Linked DNA regions of Sus scrofa: regions 2 and 3 are each linked to region 1. A link is a contact called in public Hi-C and HiChIP or PLAC-seq data. All regions are on one chromosome and are shown on one strand. The core of a region is the stretch at or near the end of the contact, and the rest is flanking DNA. Distances in the headings are between cores, read along the strand shown. Region 1 overlaps MAF (transcription factor Maf). Region 2 overlaps WWOX (WW domain-containing oxidoreductase). Region 3 overlaps WWOX (WW domain-containing oxidoreductase).

Region 1 (3,747 bases), core at 800-3,299:
CGGGGGCCCTAAAGGGCTTACTGAAAATTCAGAGCCCTCCCCCCACCCCGAGGGCATTAAAGGAAAGAGATGTGAATATCAGGAAATAGTTGAACCCCCATTTTCTCAAAGAACATTTAAATGCCATTGGAAAATGTACCTGGAGAACGCCAAATGAAAAACATTTCAGGGCATTTTAAATTGTATAAAGTGTGCTTCTAGGCATTTGCACAAAGAGGAATGGATGCATGTATTCGGCCATGCCTCGGAAAGCAGGTACAAACAAAAAGACCCAAATCTTCTCTAATGACTGAGAGTGCGACTAAGTGATGACTCTTTTCACCTTTGTCTGAATTTCATGAACTTCCGCTAACGTCCTACTTTTACAGACAACATTAGTCAAATAATGAAAATACTAAATAGCAAAAGAAATTAATGACTAACTGTGGCTTACGGTCGCCTTTCAGGGCTGGTTATGGCTCTCCTCTGGCATCATGACAACCTTGGAGATAGAAAGATGGTGGAAGAAATGGCAAGTGGTTACCTTGAGCCAATTCCCTGTGGCCAGAAAGGATGCAAGACCCAGTCGAGGGCTCTGTCTGTTAAGGAGATGGCACTAGGGTGTGGAAAGGCCCATTGGAGGAGAAACTAGGAGGTCCATCCAAGACTTGCCCAGCTGGGAGTTTGCTATAAGACTCTGGGTAAAGTCGCAACTCCCCAAGATCCATTTTCCTAGAATTTCTGCTGTACCCAGTGTTTGGAGGAGCAACAGAGTTAAAGCAGACACTCTGAACACACCAGATGAAAGATAGTTACCATCATGAACCATTTTCAATCTAGGGCTACAGAGCTGTTAGAATCATGTATTGCTTTGCCTGAGCATTTGGGGTAAGGCAAGTCTCTCCAGCTGCAAAAATTAAATTAAAGGACAGCAGTGGAGTTGGGGGAAAACAGCTCCCATGTGCTGCTTCTCTTGTCCCTAAAAGGGTTGTGGGAGTCGTTTCTTAAACCAGGAAACCTTGAGGTCCCCTTACAGACAAGAAAAGCACCAGGGATCTAGGGTGTGTGCTGTCCTCTTCTGTTTTCTAAGGGCTGCGTGCCCTGGGGTGGGAGAGGGGTTGGGTAGCCTGGAGCCCATACAGATGCCCCTAAGGAAGGTTCCCCAGGGTACACCAGGTCAAACGCAGGACGCCCAGTTTGATGTGAATTTCAGATAAACAGTGAACAATTACTAGGATAAGTCTCGATATCACATTGAGCCCACTTATCCTAAAAATGTACTTGTCATTTATCTGAAATTCACATGGAACTGGGCGCCTTGTGATTTCAGTTGCTAAATCTGGCCAGCATCCCCGAGCAGCACAGAGGGAGCCTTTCTGGGCTACTCGGGTACCTTCTCCAGCGCTAGCCGGCTCCGATTACCTGCATGGAGTGTGGAGTAGAAACAGGCCAACGGCCGTTTGAGGGGAAGGGAGGGGGCCTTGGACGTGCGGCTGTGTCACCGCCATGCTCCAGCGTGTCGCCTGTGGCAGCGCCAGCCTGAGCCACAGGGAGACGAGTCTTTGGGGCAAATGAGAGTTGCACCTTGAGAGGCAGCTTGCATCAGAGCTGCACCGAATGAAGGAAAGTAACACAAAAGCAAACATGCAGGCAGACAGAAGCTGGTGCATTTCTGGTGCCTTTCCCTGCAGCCTGAAGCACTAAATCCAACAGATTTTCAGCTGCTCAGTAGTTAAAGTGAGTGTATTCGGCTCTGAAGAGAAGCCACAGATAATCTGGCCTCTACAAGCTCAGGCAGGATTTAACTCACGAGAAACAGTGGAAATAGAGTTTCCTCATCAGATCATTTGGACGAGTCTCTTCTCTGGCTCTTTTAGGCTTTTAATAAAAGTTGAATTGTAACTGCCTAAGAGTTGGGGCCACCCTCTCCTCTCCTGAAAGAGGCCTCTGCTGGGTGTTAAAACAGAGAATGTGGGAGTTCCCGTTGTGGCACAATGGGGTTGGGAGCATCTTGGGAGCGCCGAGCTACCGGTCAGATCCCTGGCCTGGCACAGTGGATTAAGGATCGGGTGTAGCCGCAGCTGTAGCTTAGGTCACAGCTAGGGCTGGGATCTGATCCCTGGCCTAGGAACTCCACAGGCTTCGGGGCAGCCAAAAGAAAAAATAGAGAAGGTGCATACTGACCTCCTGCGTGTGTGTGTGTGTGGGGGGTGTGTGTGTGTGTGTGTGTGTGTGTGGTGTGTGTGTGTGTGTGTGTGTGTGTGTGTTTTAACCAGGGCAAGAAGATGGGCAAAAATAACACAAAAGCATCACTTAGAACCTCGGATATCTCTGAAGAAGCACATGGTCCAGTCTTGCTGCCCCAAGTGGCCAACACAGCCATGTGGTCGGTACCAGCTTTGCAGAGTTAAAATAAAGAAAGCAAATATCTAAATATCCAGTATCATCACTGGGAGCTGGCCTCTGGGTCTCTGCCGACATCTAAACTGCTTCACATAACCTCCTGGCCTCTAAAAATAGATATTCTGTGGTACATATAATTTTTATAAGATGACTAACACAGGAATGCCCTTTGGGATAACTTAGTGTCTTAGTTTCTTTCTTTTCTCTCTATATTTATCTTCTCGTCACTGGTCTCTTTGTGTAAAAGTTAAACTGGAGACATGGACCAAGAACATGCGCCAAGAAATTATTTATCTATTCCTCAAAGGGTCATCTTTTTTATCAACAGAAGAGAAGCCGATACTTTTAAAGGGGGGTAACGTGCTGGCCTTGGACCTATGTTTTATTTCTGTGTCTAAAAATCACTTTTTCATGTGAGGGGCCCATCGAATGTGGTTTCCGGCTCTCTCACAGATTCTCTGTTTTCTACACAGCTGAATCAAAAACGAAAGGTCAAGGGATGGGCTCAAAAAAAAAGAAAAAAAACTCCGCATATTAGAACTTGCTGCTTGAAATCCCTGTAATTAGGAATCTGGTCTTCTGGTGAATGACCAGCCCTAAACGCTTCAGCTGAATCAGACGTGCCCTCTCTGATGCGAGAAATAGACCCAGGAGAAGTGTGGGAAGAGCGCAGGCCATCTGCTCAGACCGCTCCAGTGCCCGTGGAGCGCAGAACCTGATCTTGCGTCCGCAGCTGAAGCTTCCAGAAACGGAGCAAGAAGGAAAAGGGACGGTGATCCGCTCCCCACGGGCTGTGACCTGTCCTTCCACGTGGGCCTGCAGCTCCGGCAACCTCGGGGCGGCCTCCTGGGTGATTAACTCTGCTCATGGGGACGTGGAGAAATGAATTTTCAAATCCCAGAGTGTCCTCCCTTCAGACAGAGCCTTCTCCCGCCTTCCCTGCCACCCACACAATGCCTGCTAAACCGGGTGCACTAGGTCAGGCCAGGCCACGGCCCCCGTCCACCTCCCCGGAGGAGAACGCAGGAAGAGAGGGGACATAAGACAGGGGAGGGATGGGCCAGGCGTGGGAAACGCAGGCACCCTGCTCTCCACACCCTCGGCTCACCTGGGGTCCTCGCTGCCACCCTCCTTATACCCTACTCTTAGGTGCGCTCTCGGCCTCGAGATCCATTTTAAATGACAACCCTTGGAGGAAAGAGACCAGAATCAACTTGGGGAGGTGACCGGTTCAAAGACGGCTCTTGAAGTCCAACTGGACGACAGACAGAAAAGCTCTTATTCCTAAGCTTTGAAAGTGTATGTCATGTATGTCTTCCAATGAACACTGCATCCGAGGGGGATTTATTATTGTTATTTTTCTTT
Region 2 (3,747 bases), core at 374-2,873, 920 kb before region 1:
GAATAGGGATTGTAGGCTTTATGGAAAGGTGTACTTGGCAGCCAGTCCTTGAGAGGACACCTGGAAATACCAGGGTCCCATGCTCATCTTCCCAAGCTGCAGGTGACTCAGTGATAACAGAATGACAGTGCAGGTGCCTGTGGTGTCGGAGCCTCAGGCAGGGGTGGTCCTGCTCCCACGGTGGTGGTAATCCCCAGGTTTCTGAGTTAAGTGCTTTTGACATGCAGAGTCAGGAGTCAAGGGCGAATCTGCCTTTTAAATGCTCTTTCTGCAGAGAGTCCACTGCAGATGTAATTGAGCCTCTCAGGTGAGGAGCTTTATTAGAGCAAAGCTGGTTAGTGTTGCATTCCTTTCGGGGGGCGTATCGGAGGCCCCTTCAGTAACTGCTGTGCTGCGACATTGCGCAGGTACCCAGCCCCCGGCAGCTGAAGAGAAGAACACCCTTGCGGGAATGTCATCCGAGCGGCCCGGTGCCCGGTGGCCTGAAGCAGGTCATCCCTTCCCTTCAGAAGCACAGGTTCCCGTTAGAGTTACTTAGGTGTCAATGCAGGGACTTTGTACCAGGCTGCCCGGTCCCCGAGGCCCTGGCCTGTGTCTGTCTCGGTCCTTTCTGCTTCCCCACCGGTAACACGAGGCCTGGCACCCTCACCAGCCTCACCTTCATCGGAGCATCACCGTAGCTGGTATTTCTGGCTACACACAGCGTGTCAGGCGCTGGCGGGGGCGGCGGGGGGGGGTTGTGGCTAAGTCCCAACCCTGGAGTCAAGCGGCAGAAGCACGTGGGCCCAGAGAAAGAGGAAGGACTGGCGTCCAAACCCTTGAAGCCACGGTCCCAGGATCCTGATGTCCAGCCTCTGGATTTTCCAGCTGCTCACGTTGAGCACTTGCGCCTCAATTCAACGGAATTGGTGATCCCCACTCGCCGAGTTGGCGGCACAAGCATTAAACATGAGGATAAGCCCCAGACAGGTGAGCGGAGGGGCTGGTTTGCTAGACCTCGTAGAGTCTGGGAGCCAGGCTGAGAGCTGAGTGAACAAGAAGCTAGACACTTGAAAAGGGGCAGAGTCTGAATCCACTAACGCGAAGGTCAAAAGCAAGCAGCTGAGACGCTTCACGGGAGAGGAATCAGAAAAGCGGTCCCCTCTGAGGGCACCGATCTTGATGGGGCGGGAGGGGACCCTCTGCCAGGCTGGAGGGGCTCCCTGCGCTGAAGGGCGATGCGATGACATGGCTGGGGCGCCCTTTATCGAGGTACCCCCAGTGCGAGTCAGCGATACTGCAGGAGAACTCATCAGAGAGAACTCGCTGGCCTTTGAGAGTTTTCCTCCCGCCAAAGCGCGGAGTTGGTTTCCCCAGCAAGCCAGGTGCCCGGGCAGGGGCTGCAGGTGGAGAAAGGCTGAGATGACCGCTGGCCCGCTTCACGATTCTGCTGGGGCTGGTTCATAGGCAGTGTAGGGATCCATCACTCAAACCCTGAACCTAAAAAGAAATTCCTCAGCCGTGTCCGTGAGAACTAAATATAGCATCAAATTTATAAGGTCGTGGTTCTGACCAGCCCCGGGCTATTTCTGACCACAGGAACAGCTTAAGTGGCGTGGCCCATAAAAAGTTCTCTGCAAGCTCAGGCCAAATGGTGATCTATTTAGGGCCAAGAGGAGACCAGGCCTTGGCAGCAGCCCCACCCCCGAGGTAGGATCCCGAGCTGAATGGAGGCCATTGCTGCCAGGCGAGAACCTTCTGTCTCTTTGGAGACCAGCCTCTTAGTTATAGGGCTTACTCATCAGCCCCTGCCTGACTCTCCAAACTTGGAAACACCCGTGGCAACCCCCGCACAGGTCTTTTGCTGGCAAAGGGGGCCTGGTATGAGGTCAGACCGGCCCTGGCCTCCCAGGACACCCCTGTTTTCCCTGTTCTTTTTTTTTTTTTTTTTAAGAGCTGCACCTGTAGCATATGCAAGTGCCCAGGCTAGGGGTCAAATCAGAGCTGCATCTGACGGCCACAGCCACAGCAATGCCGGATCCGAGCCGTGTCTGTGACCTACCCCAAAGCTCACGGCAGCCAACCCACTGAGCGAGGCCAGGGATCAACCCACATCCTCACAGACACTAGTGGAGTTAAAAACACACTGAGCCACGATGGGAGCTTCCCCCATTCTTTCCTCCTCTTGGCCAAGCACGGTGGGCTCCCCAGGACTCCTTGACATAAGTGGCTGTAGAGTCACCTGACACGGCAGTCTTTCTTCCTGTGTAGCCCAGCCCTGGCTCCCTCCCTGAGGCCTGGCTCCCCTGCCCTCCCCCTGGACCCTTCAGATGGGCAGATTTCCGGTGCCCATGCACCTTGGGCACATTCCACGGGTTCTGTGCTGTGGTTCACCGTCTGGCATTTCTGTCGTCTTCTGTGTTCCTGTCCTGGCTGCACCTGTCAAGGTCGGAGGTTTGGTCCAGGCCCACCTATGAGTAGTTGCTCTGGGCAGCCTGAGCCAGAATAGGACTCTCTGAGCCCCACTTCCCTGATGTGTTGAGTGGACAGGTGAGACCAGGTTTCTTCCCTTAATTTTTTCGTAGTCAAATAATATCGTGAAAAAGAATTACTTATATTGCCTTCCCCCCTGGTTCCTGTTAATATTTAGTCTCCTGGTCCTAGTTCCTGACACACAGCTTCTGAGACTTTTGTAAGCTCCTTAGTGACAGGCATGTCTGACAGGAAGCGCCTAACCCCTGGAATGTTCTGGGCGATAGAAGCATCTTTGGTCCTAGTGAGGCACCTGCTGGTGAGCTCCTGGTCACCCGGAAGTCCAAGTCATGATAAGAAGCTTGGACATTTCAGCCTCGCCTTCCACTTTCTGGAGAAGTGGGAGGGGCCGGACGTTGAATTAATAATCCATGTGGCCCACATGGTGAGGCCTCCCTAAAAATGCCTGCGTCATAGGGTTCAGAGAAATCCCTGCACCAAAGGTTGGTGAAGACATTGGTGAGCTGGGAGGGTGACACCCGTCACTGCCCAGGGACAGAGAGGCTCCTGTGCTGAGAATCCTTCTAGACCTGATGCTGTGTGTCTCTTTGATCAGACCTTTCATTTGCACCCATTACAATAGCCTTTGTAATCAATGGCAAGAGTGAGGAATCTGGCTGCCCTGGTTACATGAACCACTCTAGCAGGTGACAGCACCCGAGAGGAGGTCCTGGGAACCTCGACTTGGATCTGAGACAGAAGTCTAGGGGGGCCAGGGGGCCCAGCCTTTGAGATGGCCGTGTGAAGTGGGGCAGCCCCGTAGGACTGAGCCGGTCCCCCGAGGGGTCTGCTCTGAGTCCCGTTGGTGTTGGAAGTGAGCGGGTCGCAGGACACCCAGCCTGTCTCAGCGAATTGGTCAGTGTGAGACAGACCCTGCTCCTCTGCTGTCAGAAATATCACGGGCATGAGCGTCAAGGAAAACAAAGTGATTTTTTTCCCCATACAGTTATTACGCATTTTTAGTACCTATCACGTGCTAATTGTAAGATCAGATGCTCTTTTCTTCATTATCTAATTTTGTTTCCCAGCCACCTTGCAACATAGCTGTTGTTTCCATTTCAGAAACGAGGTGATGGTGAGCAGGAAGAGTAAGTCATTTGCTCAGGGTGACCGAGTCAGAATGCTGAGAGTAAGAGCAGGAACTGACTATCGCAGGCTTAGGATTGCAGTAAACTTCTCGTGCAGATAATCCCCTTTCATCCTCCCTACAGCCTGTGGTTGAGACGCCCTTGCCAC
Region 3 (3,747 bases), core at 333-2,832, 790 kb before region 1:
GCTGCACATGCTTTGGGGTTTTTATTTACTTGCTTGAGTAGCTGCAGGTGCCCTGTGTGCAGAGGTGACAAGAAGGACCAGGTTGGGGTACACTGCATTTCCCATAGCTGAATGCAAAGTGGAAAACAGGAATTCCTAAAGAGATAAAAAGTAAAATGGGCTTCTTGACCCAAAAACCTATGTGGTGCCTTGACTAAAGTCATCCATTGAGCAGAGAACAAAACTCACATTTTTCCCAAAGCTTTAACAGCCCCCGCCTTCCACCTCATGCTCACAGCCTGCCCTGATCCGATCCACCCCAGCCCCAGCCTCCCTGGCGCCTTGCCTGCCCCTGCCCCCCTGGCACATAACCGTTTGTTCCAAGGGGGCCAACAATGCTTGCCATTTGGAATTTCTTGAGGAAGAAACTAAGGGCCTGAGAGGACAAAGAACTTACCTTAGGAGATGGAGCCAGGTCAGGGTGGAGTCTGGACTTGAACCTGCGTCTCTTTGTCAAAGCCAAAGTCCTTTCCCCCAGGCTCTTTCCTGGAAGAAGTCAGCCTTCATGGCACTCGATCAGTTCCTGTTAGTGATTGATGGATCGCAGTCAGATTTTTTAGCCAGCTTTGGCTGAGCTGGCCATCCTCCCTCCCCCAGTCCCTCCGCCACCCCCTTCCAAAGCCTGAGTTTCCAGGGCTTCTCGCCACGGGTACTTGGCTTTGAAAAAAACGAGCTTATTTTTCCTGCTTGTGTATCCTGGCCTTTCTCCCCCTGCTCACGCACAGCTGAGCCAGGTGCTGAAAGGTGCCATCTGGGGGGACCTCTTTTTAATGGTCCTGTTTGGGGGTCCCTCCCCAGAGAGGGGCTTGCGGGAATCTTCTCCCAGAGCCTCTTTTTCTTGGATCCGCTTGGAGATGTAACATTTCAAAGCCCTGCTTGGCTGGAGGACTTTTTATTGTAAACATAAAACCGTCATTGAAACAGTAAACGTTTTACAGCTGTTTTTCAGCACATAAATTTTCATGGACACCCACCCCCTCACTGCCACACCCTCCCCATCTATTTCTCCTCCTCTCTCTCTCTCTTTGGCTCTCTTTTTAACCCTTTCATGTAGTTCCAAGGCCAGAGCAGAGGCTGGGTAGAGGGGCTGGATCGCAGGTAAAATATACCAGGCGATGCCCGGTCGTGCCGTTCACGAAAGACGTTGTACTTGAACCCAGCGAGGCATGTGCAGCTTCCAGGTCCCTGCCAGGGGATGCAAACAGTTCCTGTTGCCTCCCTGAGCCACCGTGAGGCTGAGCCCAGTGCCAAGGCTGAGGAGGCTCCCAGGCAGGCCCAGATCGTGTTTCTTCTCTCAAGCAGAACCCAGGAGGGCTGTTTCTGAGAAGGGTGGAAGTTTCCAGAAGGCCAGTGCTGAGATGGCACGGACCAGCCTGTGATTTGTCCAAGGGCATCCCTTCCTTCTGATCGGACAGCCCATGGGCCATTTGGCGACTCTTCAAAGTGGGGTCCAGCGGAACGCTGACTTGTTTTGGTTAAAAACGGGGCCGAGTCCAGCTGGTGCTGAGAGTTGTGGGGAAAGGGATGGTGCTCACAGTGGTGACAGTCACAACTCTGCCAGGCTCTGGCCCGCTCACCGTGTTTGCTGTGCGCCGTGGGTACCTCGGGCTCTGTGGCTCTGCCTCCCACTCTCCGAACATAGAGATTCCCAGGAAACTCTCGTAAACTCCGACGGCGAAAATGCGGAAGCAGGTACCTCAGGACACCTCTTGCTAAAGGCTGCACAGGACAAGCTCACAGACACAGTCCAAGGCTGCCGCGCTTGGCGCTGCGATGCTGAGTGTGGTTCCGGGGAAGGAGCCTGGACGGTGCGGCACCTGCTGCCTCCACTGGCTCTCTGCCAGACAGACCCTGAGCGTCGCGTGTGCGCTTCGCGTTTGTGTTCCATATCCTCTTGGGATTTCTCTCAGCTAGAGGACACAGGTACTAATACAGGTCTTCTGGAAGGTGGCATAAGACTTTGAAAAAGCAGGAGATTCCCATATCTGACCACCACCCTGGCCAGGGCGTCGTGATGGGTGGGACGAACCTCCTTGCTCCAGGAGCAGGTCATGTGACTTTGTTTCGCCCGTGGAATCTGTGCTACCACGCTGCGAGCGGAGTCTCGAAATGGGCTGCATGACTGGGTTTTTGCCCCTTGCACTTTTCTCATGTCCGGTGCCTCTGCAGCTGGAGCCTCCGAATGAGAAAGGTAAGGAAGACCTGAACCTGACTTTCCACTGGGGACCAAGTTCAGCCAAGCCCAGCTCATGCTGGGCAACCCTCCCCACCAGCCCAGAGCCCAGCATAGGAGAGAAAGAAACGTGGTCTTGTGAACTCCTGAGGTTTCAGGGTTGCTTGTTACTCAGCAGTATTGTATCAGCTGTGCCCTTACACCCCAGTGGCTCGGCGCTCTACTTAAGATAAAAATCTACGCTCTGTACCCGGCTCGCTTGTCCTGCAGGCCTGGAGTCCTGCCCACCTTGCAGATTTTATTTCACACCATGCCCAGTCTTGCCCTGTCCCCTCCAGCCAGTCCAGTCTTCTTTCCGTTCCTCAAACGCACACAGCCTGCACCTGCCTCAAGGCCTTTGCACACCTTGCTCCTCTTGATGATGCTGTCTCATCTTTCTGACTCAGTTCAAAGATCACGTCCTCAGAGGCCGACCCTGACCCCTCTATCTAAATAAAAGCAATATAATCACTGTCATTTCACTATTGACAAAGCGCTCCCATTCTACGCGAGACTATGTCGTCAGCATCTCGTTAGAGCCCCGTGACACAGGTACTCTCATTAGCCTCCCCGTGTACACACGAGGTGTTGCACCTCAGAGAGGCTTAAGCAAGATGAGTAAGTGGGGGCGTTGGTTCACCCCCGTCCCTCCCAGCCCACGCTGGTTCTTTCCTGCCGAGCACTTAGAGCGCTCTATGGATGCGTTCGTTCCTCCTTCACTGGCCGTCTCTTCCTCCCTAGAGCATCAGCTCACGAGTGTTGCCCAGCTTAAGGGGAGGTGCTGTGGGCGCAGCTGGGCAGAGGCTAGTCAACATCCCGGAGCTCAGTCCTAGCCCCGTGACCCTTCTCTCAGCCCGGTTTCCCCACTGTCACTGGAGGGGCTCATCCTTGGTCTCTTGTGTCCTTCTGAGGCTGAGCCTCCTAGGGTCTCGGAGCCCCTGTAGCCCTCAGAGCCCTCCTTCAGGGCAGCTGCGGTGCATGGTGGCCTAGGAAGCCCCAGGTCCATCTGCCCCAAGGAGTATTGAACTTGGCTGGGACACAGGGGCTCTGCAGACCTAGAGGGTGGCAGAAGTATACTTTCTCCACAGGCTCAGCTCTTCCTTCCCTGGTCCCGATCCATCCCTGCATCTGACACGTGCTCAGTGCCCTTTGTGTCCTGGGATCCGGGTTGAGGTCCCGAAGTACAAAGGTTACCAGACCTTGGGCAGAGTGGCCCTCAGTGCATTTTTGATGAGTGAATGAATGGATTTGTCCATATATTATAAACAGCTCGTTACAAATATTTGTAAAATAGCCCCCAGGAGTTCCCGTCATGGCTCAGTGGTTAACGAATATGACTAGGAACCATGAGGTTGTGGGTTCGATCCCTGGCCTTGCTCCGTGGGTTAAGGATCCAGTGTTGCCGTGAGCTGTGGTGTGGGTTGTAGATGTGGCTCGGATTCTGCATTGCTGTGGCTCTGGTGTAGGCCAGTGGCTACAGCTCCAATTAGACCCTA

The links. A called contact is a pair of places that touch in the nucleus more often than the background predicts. HiChIP or PLAC-seq counts read pairs in DNA pulled down with a chosen protein or histone mark.
Region 2: a Hi-C map of skeletal muscle shows a contact between it and region 1, with 16 times the contacts expected there. The contact joins two enhancer-like sites. A contact is called at or near these places in 1 of 47 Hi-C or Micro-C datasets (skeletal muscle) and 1 of 2 datasets of contacts at active chromatin or transcription factors (skeletal muscle).
Region 3: an H3K27ac HiChIP or PLAC-seq map of skeletal muscle shows a contact between it and region 1, with 4 times the contacts expected there. The contact joins two enhancer-like sites. A contact is called at or near these places in 1 of 47 Hi-C or Micro-C datasets (skeletal muscle) and 1 of 2 datasets of contacts at active chromatin or transcription factors (skeletal muscle).

What each region holds. Positions count from the first base shown.
Region 1 is chr6:8,534,418-8,538,164 of Sscrofa11.1, reverse strand. All of the region lies in intron 2 of MAF (transcription factor Maf), which reads right to left. Among named protein-coding and RNA genes, the nearest start is that of MAF, 68 kb to the right of the region's middle. Within about 2 kb of position 2,049, at least 2 of the 83 cell types and tissues checked have an H3K27ac peak or open chromatin away from gene starts, as enhancers often do. A contact at or near this core is called in skeletal muscle, where this site is marked.
Region 2 is chr6:9,453,482-9,457,228 of Sscrofa11.1, reverse strand. The region is part of intron 8 of WWOX (WW domain-containing oxidoreductase); the gene reads left to right. Among named protein-coding and RNA genes, the nearest start is that of WWOX, 420 kb to the left of the region's middle. Within about 2 kb of position 1,623, at least 3 of the 83 cell types and tissues checked have an H3K27ac peak or open chromatin away from gene starts, as enhancers often do. A contact at or near this core is called in skeletal muscle, where this site is marked.
Region 3 is chr6:9,323,181-9,326,927 of Sscrofa11.1, reverse strand. All of the region lies in intron 8 of WWOX (WW domain-containing oxidoreductase), which reads left to right. Among named protein-coding and RNA genes, the nearest start is that of WWOX, 550 kb to the left of the region's middle. Within about 2 kb of position 1,582, at least 11 of the 83 cell types and tissues checked have an H3K27ac peak or open chromatin away from gene starts, as enhancers often do. A contact at or near this core is called in skeletal muscle, where this site is marked.